2 separate regions of the Mus musculus genome follow, and region 1 is linked to region 2. A link is a contact called in public promoter capture Hi-C data. All regions are on one chromosome and are shown on one strand. Each heading gives the region's core, a stretch centred on a gene start, on an enhancer-like site or on the middle of the called end of the contact. The rest is flanking DNA. Distances are from core to core; before and after follow the strand shown. Region 1 holds the start of Mrpl1 (mitochondrial ribosomal protein L1). Region 2 has its middle 81 kb from the start of Cxcl13.

What was found. Promoter capture Hi-C pulls out the DNA fragments that hold promoters and counts their contacts.
Region 1: a contact with region 2 is called in a promoter capture Hi-C map of pre-B cells. The contact joins the promoter of Mrpl1 here to the enhancer-like site in region 2. A contact is called at or near these places in 4 of 39 promoter capture datasets (the C10 cell line, liver and pre-B cells) and 1 of 484 Hi-C or Micro-C datasets (myocytes).

The regions. Positions count from the first base shown.
Region 1 is chr5:96,207,679-96,212,141 of GRCm38.p6, forward strand. It overlaps Mrpl1 (mitochondrial ribosomal protein L1), which reads left to right and starts at 2,437. Exons shown (of 9, transcript NM_053158.3): 1 at 2,437-2,515. The coding sequence starts at 2,485.
Region 2 is chr5:96,035,872-96,040,078 of GRCm38.p6, forward strand. No RefSeq gene overlaps it. Among named protein-coding and RNA genes, the nearest start is that of Cxcl13, 81 kb to the left of the region's middle. Within about 2 kb of position 1,945, at least 36 of the 459 cell types and tissues checked have an H3K27ac peak or open chromatin away from gene starts, as enhancers often do. A contact at or near this core is called in myocytes and pre-B cells, where this site is marked.

The sequences.
Region 1 (4,463 bases), core at 1,187-3,686, 170 kb after region 2:
AAAAGCAAGCAGCAAGAAGCCAGCACTCAGCTGCCAGCTGCCTTTCTCTCATGTCCCCTTTGTTCTGTCAGAGCTCACAGGGCTCACAGCCCACAGGACAGTGCTACCCACATTCAGGATGGGTTTCCCCCACTAATTAATTCTCTCTAGAAATAATATCATTACCGAAATACCCAGAGGTATTCCTCAATCTCCTACATAATTCTAAATCCAGTCACGATGATAATGAAGTCATGATCATTATAATGGAGTGCCTATTTCAGAGTATCTTTTAATTTATAGTTTTTCTAAAGTCTTAAGCTAATGAATATCATCTATCTATCTGCAAATATCTGAACTCTGGATCTTACTGGTTGAATGCCATCAGATTCTGGTGACCAAAGCAGGCAATAAGGTACATTGAACTTATACAGGACATTGTTTTAATAATAATACTGTTGTAAGCTTATTACATTTTGTGAGTTCTGACTGGATGGTTGTGTTCTCATGGTAGGCATTTTCAGGTGAGGACCAACTGACTCCAGCTGTGGAGATGAATCTAAGAGCCAGCAACAGGAGAATTTGTGTATATTCTTAGACGGAGTTAACTTTAAGTATCATGAGGTGACTGCCAGTTTTCCAGCTCCCTCTTATCTATGCATCTAAGCACAAGGTTTGGTACTTAGTAGTTGCTCAGGTATGTGTGAAAAGAGCATAGAAGGAAAAGAGGACAAGCAGAAACAAAGTTATCAAAGTAGAGTCAAGTTCTAAGGTTTTCTTTACTTTTTTTTAAACAGTCGCAGAGCTTTTGAAGTAACTGCTTACATGTTAACAAGAACAGTCTATAAGTAACAATCTTATTCATTTAGATGGCTACTAGGTATAAATATAAAAATAAAGCTTCTGGAAAATTCCAGCTTTGATGAGGTCCATCTTCTGTGAGTAGCTTCAGGAAGCCAAGTTTTGCAGGCTTGAAATTCTTATCAAGTCACTAATTCATATAAGCATGGATTCATTTTTTTTTTTTTTTCAACGTTTACTGCAGACCTTCCTTCCGGTCTGACGCTGTGTGTAGTATGTGCTGAGGTTACAAAAATGAACGACATGATTGCTGCCCACAAAGAGCTCAAAGAGATGGGGAGATACATTGTGACAGCTGCACAGCTCTGTGTGCTCAACCCCCCACTAAATTGTACACTTAGGTTGGTAAATTGTATTATATAGAATAATAGGTCTCAGAATTGTTTCAAATAAATAAAAAAATTACTAATTCTGTTTATTACATAAAACCAGGAAGAAGTGGCCATAATTCAGTCCTGGAAGTATGAAAGGAGACTGCCAACAATGAGCAGAGTCTGAATTTAAATCTTAAGGGGAAAAAATACTGTTAATGTGTTGCATAATAATTCAAACAAAAGCCAGAGAGGAAAAATGTCACAGAGGTGAGAAATGTGTCTTCTGCCCTCCCTTCATCCCTCCCTCCCTCCCTCTCTTTGTGTGTGTGTGTTATGTGTACACTCGCATGTGTGTTAGGAAGGTTGTTGGTTGAGGAGGTAGGCAGAGGCCCGTAAGTGAGCCTTTGGAAATGGCCAATTACTGGAGGAGTTTATTCTTATGAATTAATTCCTGACCAGACTTGGTTTAGAGAAACCACACGGGCAGCTGAGACATAACGGATGTTTTTTTTTTGGGGGGGGGGGGGGTAGGGGGTAGGAAGGGGTCAGAATAACCTGTGCACTGGTCTCTAATTGGCTACGTAGAACAAAAACAAAAACAGACAAACTCCAAAAACCAAAACAAAACCCTAGACGTGTTTCGAAAACTCCAAGCAGTGTACTGCTCCTTAGGTCTGATCAGCACAGCTTGCCAGCAGCCGGAAACCAAAAAGCAGACGGATGAAAGATTAAGGTTTGCTCAAAGGGGGGTGGAAGGGGGTGAGAGAGTGGGACCTCCTGGCCCGCCTTGGGTGGAGGCGAAGTTTGATGGATTCTGTTTTCTCTTTGCTATGAAGAAGATTGAACTCAGAGGCGCGCACACGCTAGCTCCGCGCACGGTCGCCTAGCAATATTCATTTAAAGAAAAACCGAATCTTAAGAAGGCCAAGAGTATAGCGAAGGAAGCTGGGGACACTTCAGCTTTCTCAAGACTTTAGTCAGAGAACCAGGTTCCCTCTATTTAAATGACCGTTCGGAGTACATCTGCAGGGTCCAAAATTAAAAATAAGAAGGAATGAATAATTAATTACAGAGTTTTCAACAAAGCCATTCCCCACCCCCGCCCCGAAGGTTGATAAACCTTTGAACCCGAGCCACGAAAGGCAGTCTCAGACAGGGAACCGACAGGAACCTCGCCACGAGGGCACTGAAGCCAGGTCGTCCCCGCCCTGCTCTTCTGCTCCTACCAACTCCTTCCCCCTTTGCCAGCTTCCGCGCGGAACCCTTTTTCGCATTTCCGTGCAGTTGAAACCCGGGACCCACTTCGTCAGCACAATCCGGAACAGTCAACATGGCGGCGGCCGTAAGGTGCCTCCGTAGAGGTAAGAGGAGCAGTGTTCTTGCGTGGAAAGTAAATCTAGAGCCAAGTTTCCTGTTGCAGCGGAATCCATGGCAGAATCTCGTAGGCACCGGTCAGCTTCTCGGTCCTCGAAATGCTTCCGTGATCTTCTGGGCTCCACAGCCCAGAGGGTCATCAGTGCTTAAAAGCGACACTTAACGCAAGGGTTCTCTCTTGGAGCAGGTCATTTTGAGGATGAAATGGGAGCGGAAATACATTGGCAGTACTTATAGTCAGGGGTGAGGAGTACAAGGCAAGATTCTGTTGTGTGTGTGGGATAGCGGGCGTGTTCAGTTTGATAAGCGAGCCCTGAAGGGAAAGGTGGTATATGAAGTGATTTACATCTGTAAATATCTGAACCTTGGCGTGTTTATGAATAAAGGCGATTCCAGTTAGTAAATTTACAGAGGCTATCGTGTTTATCATTTGGAGACTAATTCTGTAGTGTTTTGTATAGCCATGTCTGAGCACGTTAGACATGGCTAATAGGAATTCACAGTGCCATATACACTATAAGATCTTTTTCATGTGTATGTGTACTTGGTCTATGTATACATGTTCACATGTGTGTGAGTGCATATGTATGTGTGCCCATGGAGGCTCTCTTCTGCCAGCCAGTATCCAGGCTGTTTCCAGAGGCAGAGTTTGTCACTGGACCTGGAGCTTGCGGATCCCACTGTCTCCAGTGAAGCCCCTGGAGGTGGGAGGTGTTGCACTGTGTTTACCCAGCTTTTATGTGGCTGCCAGGAATCTGAATTTCACCCCTCATGCTTGCACAGTAAGAGCTCCGTCACCTCTCATATGAAATTGATCTTTACTTTTAAAATGCAATCAACTCCCCCTCTTCTTTGACCTTGCAGCCCTTCTCCTTCCTCTATTTATTGTGTCTTGTCTCCCCACTGGCCAGGAACATAAGCTTCATAACCTTCCTTATTCCAGTGCTTGTAAAACAATGGTACTTAGACCATCCAGTTTACAAACTGCATCTCCACAATAAAAGTAGACACTGCTTTCTTGATTAAGTTTTGCTAAAAAACAAAAACAATTTGAGACAGGGTTAGGCTCCCATGTGTTGGGACAGGCATCTCCAGCATGCCCATTATTAAAAGTATTGCCTGTTGCATTGAACAGTATAATTTAGTGCTTTGTTTCACATGCTAGTGTAACCTTTTTGTGGTTGCAGATTATAATAGGTCTACTGAGCACTCTTTAAGTAGTGCTAATATGGAATTCTATAATGTGTTTTAAATTGATGTATCCTTGCTTACTAATAAGGTAATACTACTCAGTGGACAGCTTTCACACTATTGGCATTTCCTTTCTAGTTTGAAGTCTTTTTATCCTTCTTGTTTACTTTTCAATTGTGTTGCTCTTTCACACTCAAGATACAACTCGTTTGTCCAGTGAACATGTTGCAAATATACTCTACCCATTTTAGATTCATCTTTTCACTGTATGTGCATGCGGGAAGGTATGTGTGTACATGTGTGTGGATGCATGTAGTGTGATATTTCTCATAACTTTTCCATCCCATTGTTTTTGAAGCAGGGTCTGTCACTAGGACCTGGAGTGTGTTGATTAGCCTCGTCTGGTTGGCCAAGTGAGTCACAGCGATCAGCCTTCTGGTTTTGGAATTTGGAGGAAGAGTCACTGTGCTCAGTGTTTTTTACATGTGTGGTGGGGTGAATGCAGGCCCTCATGCTTGCATGGCAAGCACTTTGCTGATAGTCTCCTCAGCCTCAATTCTTAATTTTTAAAAAGTATATTTGATAAGCAGAAGGTTTGTTTTTTGGATTTTTTTGTCACTTTATTTTTTTTTATTAGATATTTTCTTTATTTGCATTTCAAATGCTATCCCGAAAGTTCCCTATTACCCCCCCTCACCTGCCCTGCTCTCCTACCCACCTACTCCCACTTCTTGGCCCTGGCAT
Region 2 (4,207 bases), core at 695-3,194:
TTAGACCAGGTTACCCCTGCTGGTCCCTATACTACATTCCTTTGAAGAAGTCAGCAGGGACCAGATCTCAGGAAGCAAAGAAAGGGCCAGTGGCTGACGGGAGCCCTGGGTTCAGGCTGGAGAAGCATAGCATGGTCCCCGAGAGGGTATCCATCCACCCAAGCATGCTGAGTAAAATATATCCTGGGACTCAAAAGATTCTGAAAGTAAAAAAGGATGCTATTAATGGCCACTCGAGGGCTATAGGACGATGCTAGAGTTGTCTCAGGCAAGGTGAGGCTCCACAAGGCAAAGGCGAGCAGACTTCAGAGCTGGCCTCCCAGGCCAGGGACTTCCATTCAGATTCTCAGTGAGGTTCTATGTTCTATTAACACCAAAAGCCTCCCTGACAGAGCTGGCAAAGAAAGACTGCTACAATGGGAGATTCACACACAGCTGCTGCCCAGAGCAAGACACAGCTGCTCCCAGTTGATCCCACGGTTTGCCCCTTACTGTCCTCTTTACCTTCCATAACACTGAGTTCCTATCCCCTTCCTTGCTCACGTATTTCTAAAACTCCTATCTGTAAGGACATGACTTGTTTCCAGGAAACCTTGGGTAGAAGAACGGGGTGATGTTGCCCTCTGCTGTTGCCTAGAAAGCAATGAGCACTCACAGGGCTTGTAAGGGCAAGGGTAAGGACAGAAGCGCAGAGAATCTAGCATGCGGGTGGGCTCAATGTCTTCTGATTTAACCCTTAGAGTTTCTCGAGAGCACACTCTTAAATGCCTCACTTTTATAGATATGTACTCAGAGAGAGAGGCTGGATAGGTCATTTATGGTCATATAACAAGGAAGCGGGTAGAATTTCTAACCTAAATCCTTTTTGTGTTTTCATTTATCGTGCATTTGGGTGGAGGGAAGGAGTTGGTATTGAAATCAGCTCTCCTTCCACTACGTATATGGTTCCCAGGGATTAGCCCGGGTCATCAGGCTTGGCAGCAGGCATCTTTACTTGATGAACCCTCTTGTCTGCTCCAAATTAAAATCTACCCAGTTGTCAAAAGCCCATGGCCTCTTTTTTTTTTTGTATTCTGTAAGCTTGTGTAAGTTTTCAAATATTCAAAACATATTTATTCGACACAAATTTAAGCCAGAAATTGAACATGAGGGTAGATTTATTTATTCAGGAGACCTCAGCACATTTTATGTGGTGTGTATGCACCAGGAGGGGACAGGTAGACCTTGGTTCATGTGTTTACGTGATTTCTTTTATCAGTAATGACCTCAGACACCCTTCACAAACTTTTCCTAAATCGTTTGTAAAAACCCGTCTTCTTCACTGATCCCTGTCTTGCTTTTCAATCTTCTTGACAGCTTCTTTAGGACAGTTTTCTTGGTTATCTTGAATTACAATCATAGGTTCATTTGTCCGATTCCTGTCCATCTCCTTGTACAGTAGACTACCTGAGCTCAGGCTGTCGTTCTAGCGTTTCAACCTTCCAGAGGAGCTCTTCCCACAGGGCTCTGCCCTTGAGGCACATGAAGAAATTGAACTATGACAGACACCAGCGGTTTCCTTCCTGGAATCTGAAGGCTGGGGACAGAGCTCCGGCACAGAGGGCTTGCCTAGAATTCATGAGGCTCTGGCTTTGACTGCTAGCACTGAGAAAGTAATAGGCAAGAGGGGGCTACAGGGCTATACTAACCATAGACAAACAAGGCTTTTGGATCAGGATGGCTAGAAGGCGTTGTCATTTCAGGAAGTTCGCCTTTTTCAACTGAATCCTTATACAGTGTGAACTATCCGTGTTAAGAGCTCTCCAATTCATAGCCACACAATGCTCAAAGCATGAGACAGCAAACCACGTTTCTGGGAAGCAGAGAGGTATAGTCTCTCTGGGGCCGGCATTCTCCACTTTCAGAGGTACGTCTGTCTCTTTCACTTCCCCTTTCCATGTTTGGCAGGCTCTGTTGAACCCTAGTTCCATCATCCATCCATGCGACTGCACTCTTCAGTAGACCCTTCCTGCCGTCTAAATGCTTTTTCTAAATGGCTTTTACTGAGACTCTGGAATGCAGTCTGTTTTAGGGAAATGTGTCTAACCTCCTCACCTCTAATTCTGTTCCAACTCAGCTGTCTTCCCACAGGCCATGTATTACCCTGTTTAGGCAACTCTAAATTCCTGGCATGCTCAGTTAGCAGCAGCATTCAACGCCACACCATCTGTCAGGAGTTTAAGCCCTGGCTCACAGGACGGTCGTGGAGAAAGCAGATTAGAAACTAAAGTTTGCATGTGTATCCATGCTAGCAAGGTCAATTTTAATATCAGAATGCAAACATAGAGCACATTATTTTCACTCACAACAGGAAAACACAAGAATCAATTTAAATATCAATGAATTAAAAACCAACCAGTATTAAAGCCCAATGAAATGTTTTACAAGACTTCATATAATCCTATAGTTTTGGAACGTATTATCAACCCAGAGATGTATTAATGCCCTTCAGGAAAGGAACAGCCTATCTTTCTACACATGTATTTAAAACCATGGATCTAGTTGGATTTGGTTAATGTGTGTCTCTCTGTGTGTGTGTGGTGTGTGTGAATGCTTGTGTGTGTGGTGTGTGTGTGCATGCTTGTATGTGTGTGTGTGTGTGTGTGTGTATATATCTCCGTTCTTTTTTTTTTTTTTTTTGAGGATGTGTTTTTTTTTAAAGTTTTTTTTTATTAGGTATTTTCTTCATTTACATTTCCAATGCTATCCCAAAAGTCCCCTCATACTCCCCCCCCCACACACACACACACTCCCACTTCTTGGCCCTGGCGTTCGTTCCCCTGTACTGAGGCATATAAAGTTTGCAAGACCAAGGGACCTCTCTTTCCAGTGATGGCCGACTAGGCCATCTTATGATACATATGCAGCTAGAAACACGAGCTCTGGGGGGGGGGCGCTACTGGTTAGTTCATATTGTTGTTCCACCTATAGGGTTGCAGACCCCTTTAGCTCCTTGGGTTCTTTCTCTAGCTCCTCCAATGGGGGCCCTGTGATCCACCCAATAGCTGACTGTGAGCATCCACGTCTGTGTTTGCCAGGCACCAGCATAGCCTCACAAGAGACAGCTGTATCAGCGTCCTTTCAGCAAAATCTTGCTAGTGTATGCAATGGTGTCAGCGTTTAGAGGCTGATTATGGGATGGATCCCCGGGTATGGCAGTCTCTAGATGGTCCATCCTTTCATTTCCGCTCCAAACTTTGTCTCTGTAACTCCTTCCATGGGTGTTTTGTTCCCAATTCTTATCTTTCCCTCTCCCCCCTTTTTTTCCCAGACCCTCCTCTTGGTACCTCTCAGGGTCACAAAGAGGAGAGTTGAGGAACAGAACAGAGCTGATGATCCTACCCTCATCTCTGTTGGTCAAGAGTTTTCTAAGGGAAAGAAAAGACACAAAAGACACAGGACTCTGGTGGTCTGTGAAGACTTGATTCCCCAGAGAATAACAGCTGCGATACTATAGTTCTGAAAATGTTGTATAGCGGTTGCATAATTCTGAAAAATGGATAAAAATCTTGTGGTTACTTTTAATACCCATGATTCAAGGCTCTCTCCAGTCTTTGACACATATGCTGAAAGGATTTCTTATTCCTCTCTTTGGCATTTGTTTTCAGGATGTGGCAAACGTCACCGAGTGACCACATGACCCAGCATTTGTTCCTACAGACAGCTGAGTATGTCTGTGGCTGGACCACACCATCTACTTGGAAGAGGTTCTTTGGTGTTTATTTAGACAGCAGGTGTTCTAAACATTCAATCCTAGCAGACAAAGAGCCATTTCTAGTCATCCCAGTAGGATTTCAATTAAAGAACAATGGAGAAAATGGGAGGGTCCTCATAGATGGCAGCTAAGCCCATATGCTGTGACTTGGAATTTGAAAAGGAGTTCTAAAACTAACTATAAATGCACAGGAAGCATTTTGTTTTACATAGCGTTTGGTGTCAGGGCAGGAGTATCTGAGAGGAGGTTTTCTGTATGTAGAGTGAGTACATTTGAGAGGTAGGTAGACCTGGCTAGCCTAGAACTCACTATTTAAATCAGACTGGCTTCAGACTTACCGGTCACCCTTATGTTTCTTTGCCTCTTAGGCGTAGAGATTACATGCATACACCACCATGCCGAGTTTCTTTGATAAGTTTTTTAATTTTATGAGTTCTCACCCTTGATCATATA